Regions from separate parts of the Sus scrofa genome. Here region 2 is linked to region 1. Evidence: chromatin contacts called from public promoter capture Hi-C data. All regions are on one chromosome and are shown on one strand. The core of a region is the stretch at or near the end of the contact, and the rest is flanking DNA. Distances in the headings are between cores, read along the strand shown.

Evidence for each region. Promoter capture Hi-C pulls out the DNA fragments that hold promoters and counts their contacts.
Region 2: a promoter capture Hi-C map of liver shows a contact between it and region 1, with 7 times the contacts expected there. A contact is called at or near these places in 3 of 5 promoter capture datasets (fetal liver, fetal skeletal muscle and liver), 5 of 47 Hi-C or Micro-C datasets (embryonic fibroblasts, epiblast stem cells, fetal skeletal muscle and 2 more) and 2 of 2 datasets of targeted methods (alveolar macrophages and skeletal muscle).

What each region holds. Positions count from the first base shown.
Region 1 is chr4:109,721,024-109,724,964 of Sscrofa11.1, reverse strand. It overlaps LAMTOR5 (ragulator complex protein LAMTOR5), which reads right to left and starts at 2,301. Exons shown (of 4, transcript XM_013997277.2): 1 at 1,965-2,301; 2 at 1,030-1,091. The coding sequence starts at 2,170.
Region 2 is chr4:109,906,317-109,910,459 of Sscrofa11.1, reverse strand. It overlaps KCNC4 (potassium voltage-gated channel subfamily C member 4), which reads left to right and starts at 1,942. Exons shown (of 4, transcript XM_021090049.1): 1 at 1,942-2,812. The coding sequence starts at 2,135.

The DNA of each region.
Region 1 (3,941 bases), core at 1,052-3,551:
TCCCTTTTCTTCCAACTAACTGATTTGTGTATAAAACCTGAGTTACACAGACTAATTCTTTCAATTACCCTCCCTGCAAAAATTCAGAGCTTTAAAAAAATCTTGCAGAACAGAAGAGTAGTGAGCAGGGTGTCCTGGGTTTACTAGTTCTGACATTAATTAGCTGAAGCCTCCCATTGTTTACCTTTCTGGATTTCTTTCCTCATCTGCAATTTGTTACTATCTGTTGAGCATCATGTCTGGGTTCTGTGCTGAGTGTTTTACATATTTTATATGATCCTATATTATTGTGATGTAGAGGCTTTGGGGCCAGACTCAAATCCTAGCTCAATCACTTACTAGTTGTATGACCCTGGTCCAGTTACTCAACCTCTGTGCCTCAATTTCTTTATCTACCTCATAGGATTGTTACAAGGATTAAATGACTTGATATGTGGAAAGTGCTTATAATGGTGCCTGGCACATAGAGCTCAGTAAGTGCAATTCCATAATAATAATTATTATCAAACAACAACCCACTACAGAAACTGAAATTCGGAAAGGTTCTTTTTGGTCCAGGTTCACACTAGTAGTACAGGGGAGGGCTGGGGGTTGAACCTAGGTGTGTCTGAGCTTGCACCCCTCATTTTTACTGCCTACTTACTGTTCAGTGAAGTTGAACTAAAAAATAACACCATCCATCTGGCAGGGTTACTGGGGAAATTTAGCAGTCCCAAAATACATTCAATAAATGGTAACTGCTGTCATTATCTGAAGTCCTTTCTAGACTCTGTTTAGAATGATTCAAATACTATTCTAGAAGAAACAACTATGTAGTGCTAGAACTGCAAGGGACATCTCCACCTTTATAAGTATCAACTGAAAACATTCAGTTTTCTAATTTTGCTATTGGGAGATGATCTCTATTTACAGAAAAGTCCCCCAAAAGTGGCAGGGTGGCAGGAAATGCAAACTAGAGAAAGCACCCTAGGCTCCCAGTCAACATCAAGTGCTGTGCAATCCCTGGAAGGGCTGTTGTCAGATACTTACATCCCAGATTGAGTCCTTGTGAATCTGTGCACAGGACTCCAACAATGGATGGATTCTTCATTCTAATTCCAGGGACACAGGAAGAAAGAAGCAAATGATGTAGGAAAAATGGATTTAAATATAACACACACAGGCTTTCTATGTACCCAGCACTGCTGTTAAGTGCTTTAAATCAGTGTTAGTCTTTTTTCTTTATCCCTCATCCCTACTCCAAGAAAAATTACATTAAATCATAATAAGCTAACTTTAATGATGGTTAAACTAATTTCTCTCTGATGAGAGAAAAGACTGCCAGGTACTGCTAAGCTTTGGAGGGCTACAAACGTTGCAATAGCTAGGATTTTGTTGCCCTCGTTAAAAATATGTATTTTAGCCTACTCTCTCACTTGAAAGAACTGCTGAAAAGCTAACTAAAACTGGTTGCCCCATGGAGAGGAAGTGGGAAGCTGAGCGGCCCTGATGCAAGGGAGGTGTCTCCCTGTACGCCGTCTTAAACTTTTCTAATTTTGGATTTTACGTAGACACTATCTGTTCGAAAAATTTAAAGGATGTCTTTCATCTTCTTGAGCACCAAATAACTGGTTACACCAGAAGGAGGTACGCGTGTGTGTTTACGTTTACACTGAAGATACAGGTGGTAGGTACCTCCTTCCCCCAAATGAACTCGGTTCCTAAAACTCCTAAAGAACGGCCCCGCCCAAACAATTTCTACACGACAGGCGGGATTTGGGCTCGGACCCGGGACACTTGTTCCGGAGGGAGTGTGCGGAGCACCGGCGGGATTTAATTCCGGGTTACCCTCCACTCCCATCGGCGGCCCGGGGAGAGAACGTCCCCAAGAAGCCCAGCGGGCAGTCACAGCTCGCGCCTTCTGTTGCGCTCAAGGACAGGCCCGCCGCGAACCCAGGACAGGCCGACGTGGCCACATTACTTACGTGTCCTCCAAGTGCTGCTCCAAGGTTGCTTCCATCCCGCCGCCGTCCGCCGGGCGCACCACCCACGGTGGGTCTTCTCCTAGGAAACTGGTCTCCGGCTCCGCTTGGTCAGTCACATGATGCGAGCAGGACGCGGACCTGGACGGCGCCTCCAAAGGGACAAACTTCGTGGCGCAGTCTCGGCGTTTTCTCCGGGATGATGTCATTACGCGCCCTCTGCCGCCGCGAGCTGGGCGGGGTTCTGCTGCCTGGGGTGCGACCCGCGAGGGGACCGCGCGGGATGTACCCCCGGGAGGGAGGTCTGTAGTCTTCCCTTGGAGCCAGCTTCCTGGCCTGTCCCTTTGTCTCCGCCGTACAGACCTTTGGATTTCGATTCCACCGACTCCGAGAAGTCGGGCCAGGTCTGGTTGAAGTTTTACAATAATCCGGCCGGCCCCGCGGGGTCCCATCCAGGTGGTAGGGCAGGGACAGACAAGAGAGACACAGGATTCCGATGAAGGGTTCCCCAGGCTTGGAGGGACAAAGAGAGGAAGGACAAGGGACTAGAGGATGAGGCGGAACAAAATTAAAACCCCAAGCTGGGTAGGGGGGCAAGTGTTGCGATTTTTCGAAGACGTTGGTTCTTCCTCTTTGGAGAGGATTCGGGAACGTTTGAGAAAGAAGGTGTCATTGTAATAAAGACTGGGTAGGACCACTTAAAAAGTAACCTTTAAAAAAAGTTAATTACAAAAGCAGTTATAGGGAGTTCTGGTCGTGGCTCAGTGGCTAACGAATCCGACTAGGAACCATGAGGTTGTATGTTCGATCCCTGGCTTGCTTAGTGGGTTAAAGATCCGGCGTTGCGGTGAGCTGTGGTGTAGGTCGCAGACCCGGCTCGATCCCACGTTGCTGTGGTGGCTCTGGCGTAGGCGGGCTACTACAGCTCCGATTCGACCCCTAGCCTGGGAACCTCCATATGCCGCAGGAGCGGCCCTAGAAAAGACATAAAGACAAAAATTAAAAAAAAAAGCAGTTGTAAAAATAAGGAAAGAAAGCCCACCCATTGTCTTTGTCCGGAGATGACTGATAAGGCCTTGGAGAATATTCTTTCCGCCGGTTGGTTGTCTTTGCAAATGTATACTTTGTGTTATTGTTTTTTCTTTTTTAAAGCTAAGTTGACACACATATTGTACAAACAATTCTGTAGCTTATCTTTTTCACAAAATTTAGCAAAAATGTCTTTCTGACATAAAGTTCATTTACGGCATTTGTAATACTTAGAAAATATTACATATTATAGCTTAACCAACCCCTTATTAATGTACAGTTAGGTTGCTTATAGTTTTGTTGTTGTCGTTGTTATGTTTGGGTTTTGGCTGTGACAAATGCTGGATGAATATTCTTATGGCCAAATATTTGTGCAGTTTAAATTTTTTCTTATAGTAAGTTACAAGAATGGAATTATTGGGTCAAGGTTTTAAAGTCTTTTAATATACACTTACAAGTTACCCCCCAGAAAGGTGGTTCCAGTTTACACTCAGATTGGTAGCATTTTGATGAGAATGGGAGTGTGCCCAGAGGCTCACCCATCCCCCCATAAGCCTCTACCCGCTCCCTGTAATCCTCCTGGCAGCACACCTCGACCTCCCTTTTCTCCAGCCCTCTCTCCTCCAGCTTTTATTCACTTTCCAGCTTTACTCAGCTTTCACTTCTGTTCTGGGGCACAGCTTCCCGGTTCCTCTTGCCTTGAATTCAAGAGTCCCTCTTTATTCCCTAGCTGTGATGGTGAGAAACTTTCAGCTTCCTTAAAATTCCAGCCTTGAATGTCGTAATTCAGGAGTTTTAGACTCCTGGCCTAGAGAAATGATTTATATTAACTTAGGGGTTACTATAATATGCGACATTTAAATTTTAGAAAAAGCAGTTTAAAACCACTCTTAAAAGATAGCATTAAAAAACGTCGGGAGCCCGCCCACTTGTCCTGCAGTACCGAGGCAG
Region 2 (4,143 bases), core at 693-3,192, 190 kb before region 1:
GGGTATGGCAGCTTCTCAATCACTTAGCAAACAGGTTCTCAGAGGCGGGCACTGTGGGAGCTATCAAGATGAAAAAGCGGTGCAGTCGGGAGGAGCTCAGGGTCAGAGAGGGGAGATGAGACAGAAGAAGGGCAGAGTCAACTTGCAACGAGTGACACAAAGTAGAGCCTGGAGAGGGCCACAAGATGGGACTCGGTCACTACCTACGTGCCCCAGGACCACGATGGGCCACGCCTTTAACCTAATGATCTTTCAGGGCCTCCTGACCCACACCCATGACAGCACTAGGACAACGGTTTCCTTCTGCCCGTGCCAGGCGCTCCTTCTCTGGCCAAGGCCGTTGGGTCCCTTATTCCACTGCGAGGGCTTCAGTGACTGCGACAGGGCCCGAAAGCACCCAGACCGTGGGGATCCGGGGCCAGGCTGGAGGCGGAGTGGTTAGGAGGCCCTAACAGTGTTTGGGGCCGCCTCCTCCTAGCAACGCCATCTCTCCACTCTTTCTTCCCCGGTCAGCGACAAGGAAACCGCAACAAAGTGATCAGCTTGGTGGGAAGGGGGCAAGGCGAGCGGCCAGAAAGGGCAGGCGGAGGTTAGAGGTCAGGGGTCGTGAGCGCTCCGGTGTCATCAGGACTGCAGTGGGAGGAGCTGCGGGCGTGGGGGAGGCGGGGAGCAGGGCCGAAGGGGGCGGGAGGGGATGGCGGCGGAGGCGCGCGACAGCGGCGCGCGGGCCGCGGGTGGGTAACGCGCCTGGCCTGGCTCGGCTCCGCAGAGAAAGGCAGAGCTCCTCGGCCGCCGGGGCCCTGCATCGAGCGGTTCGGCCCCGCGCCGCGCCCCGCCCACCCCGCCCCGCGAAGGGCGCGCCCGGGCGAGGCGGAGCCGGGAGGAAAAGGCGCCAGCGGAGAGTGGCGTTCGCTGCGAAGGCCGGAGGGAAACTGAGAGCCCCCGAGCCGCAGCCCGCTGGCGTGGAGGCAACTCCCTCCTCTAGGCACCTCTCGCCCGCCCCCGGCTGCAGGCCAAGGCCAGCGCCCCGCCCGGAGATGGGCAGACGCGTGGATGGCGTGGCTCCCAGCGCCGCCGCCAGATCGCAGGAGCCAGGCGCCGGGGCGCTGCGCTGAGGCTCCCGCTCGGCGCAGCCCAGGAAGCCTGCAGGTGTCCTTGGCCTCTCGGCCGCCGCGCGGGAGACTCCTTCGCCAGTGTCCAGAGCCCTGCTCCCGGGAGCTACCCCGCCCCCGAGGGTTGGCGCCGAGCAGGACGCCCCGTCTGAGGCCCCCCCGCCCCGGCGCGGCCCCCGCAGCGCAGCGCCCAGCCCAGCGCAGCTCCCCGCCGCTGCCGAGCCGCGGACGCAGGACCCGAGGCTCGCTCTGGCGGGCGCGCTTGTTTTCCTTCTGCCGCCTCGCCCTGCGCATCACCCGCCCGCCCGAACGCCGCTCTCCGCTCCGCCCCGCCTGCCATCTGTGCCCTGCGCTGGATTTATGAATGGGGGGAAGAGGCCACATGCCGCCGCCGCCGCCGCCGCCTCGTGTTGACCGCGCGCAGCCCGGGCCCGCGGAGCTCCGGCTGCCGTGAGAGCGTCGGCCCGGCCCCGGCAGCCGCTCGGAGGACTTGTTGCTGCTGCGCTGCCGCCGCCACCGCCGCCGTGGGGAAGCCGGCCTCTCCCGGGGCTCGGCGCGGACTGGGAGCCGGAGGGTGGCCCGTGTGAGTGTGAGCGCGCGCGCGCCCTGGACCCTCCCAGTGCGCCCGGACTGTGCGCTTCCCCATCTACTGGGGGAGGGGGAAGGGGGCGTGTCCCGGGGCCCGAGCGTTCGAGTGTCCAGTCCTAACCCCGGAGCGTGTGTGTGCTTGCCCCTGCCTCCCCGGACGCCTCGTTTGGGTCCTCGGCTCTCCTTTCCCCCCTTCTGCCTCCCTCCCCAGCTCTGCCTGCCCCAACCCCAACCACCTGTGCACCCGAGAAATCTAACTCCTCCCGCTCGGCGCCCCGGGGGGGAGGCAGGGGCAGGGCCAAGCCGCAGAGGGGGCCGCCGCCACCTCCTGCCTCCTCCTCGTCTCCTCCCCCTCCCCCGTCTGACGCTGCCTCCTCGGGAAGGGTGTTTGGAGGGCAGCGGCCGCCCCAAGCCGAAGCCCCGCAGCGCTTCTTATGATCAGCTCGGTGTGTGTCTCCTCCTACCGCGGGCGCAAGTCGGGGAACAAGCCTCCGTCCAAAACATGTCTGAAGGAGGAGATGGCCAAGGGCGAGGCGTCGGAGAAGATCATCATCAACGTGGGCGGCACGCGACATGAGACCTACCGCAGCACCCTGCGCACCCTACCGGGCACCCGCCTCGCCTGGCTGGCCGATCCCGACGGCGGGGGCCGGCCTGAGTCCGATGGCGGCGGCGCAGGCAGCAGCGGCAGCAGCGGCGGCGGGGGCTGCGAGTTCTTCTTCGACCGGCACCCGGGCGTCTTCGCTTACGTGCTCAACTACTACCGCACCGGCAAGCTGCACTGCCCCGCCGACGTGTGCGGGCCTCTCTTCGAGGAGGAGCTCACCTTCTGGGGCATCGACGAGACCGACGTGGAGCCCTGCTGCTGGATGACCTACCGGCAGCACCGCGACGCCGAAGAGGCGCTGGACATCTTCGAGAGCCCGGACGGAGGCGGCGGGGCCGCGGGGCCCGGCGACGAGGCCGGCGACGAGGAGCGGGAGCTGGCCCTGCAGCGCCTGGGGCCCCACGAGGGAGGCGCGGGCCCCGGCGCCGGGTCCGGGGGCTGCCGCGGCTGGCAGCCCCGCATGTGGGCGCTCTTCGAGGATCCCTACTCCTCCCGGGCGGCCAGGGTAAGTGGCAGGAGCCTGCGTCTCCTCTCAGACCGAGACTGACTGACTTTCCCACCACCTCCCTCCCAATTCCCCCTGCCTTCCGTGGGACCCCAGGGGAATCGTCCATCCCCACCCCCTGCAGCTTCATCGGGAGCCAGCACACACTTGACTTACTACTTGGACCGAATCCCAGCTCTTGCTCTAAGGCATCCCCTCCCAGCATCCCAGCAAGAGCGGTGCCCTTAGCCGAGCTCATCCGCTCCCCCCCCCTTCTTTCTGCACCTGCGCCTTCTCTACACCTACCCCCTGTTCCTCTCAAGGCCCGGAGAGCTGGAACTAGGCCTTGTGCTGTGGTCAGGCAGGGTTTAGGGGGAAAAGCTGTAGAGTGTAAGTGCCTGCTCTAGCTGGCCATTGGCTTTGCTGCTTCCTTGTGTCCCACCTCATCGAAATCCCCCACCACCACCACCACCCGCAGCAGCTCCGTGTGCTGGGAAAGATGAGTTCTAGAAAAAGGGACTTCAGTGCTTCAGCCGTAACAGACAGAACGAGAATCAGAACCCAGGCCTCTCATCCAGGCTGGGGAGACCCTTCATTCTCCCAGGGAGATAAATAAAAATGCCTGCCCCCATTCCATGCCCCCGAGGCTTCCTGGATCCCCAGGTCATCCTGGCCTCAGCAGGGATGAGGGGAGAGTCAGACAGGAAGAGCCTAATGTGCTGGGCCCTTCCGGCTCCCATAGCCAGTGGCCAGCCCCAGGCTGCCTGGTGATGAGCCCAGATTTGTTGCCGCTTCTTTCTTCCTGCTGCAGCACAAATTGGCTTCCCAGAAAGCCCTGGTTCAGGTTACTGCTTGAAATAGGTGTATGGGGTATGGGGGAGGGGGAGGAAAGAAGTGATTTAGGTCGACTTCGGCAAGATCTAGTCCCGTTCCACCACCCCCTCCCCAGGTCACTCCAGCTTCCCCTAACCCCTTAGCTGGAAGAGGGTCGTGGGGGAGAAAGGCTTGGGCATCTGGAAAAAAGACCCTGATGCACAGCTTTAGCTTCTTCAAAAAAGAGGCCCTGGGGTTGCAGGGGGGGTGCCTGATCCCATGACCGGCAGCCTGAAGCCTGGCTGGGGTCTGTGTGGGAGACAGATGTGCTGGGTCCGGGGACCGCCTCCTGCTGTGGACGCTGGTAGGTAGTTAGCGGTGACATCCCAAGTCGTCATGTTAATGAGTCTCAGAGCCCTGCCGGCCTCCCTGGCACCTCCTGTGCGGGGCCTCAGCCCAGTCATGGAAGGAAAAGTTCCACTCCCCCCGCCTGGCCCCCAGGGGAGGATAGGGGATTGGGAAATGGGGCTGTTGGGGGG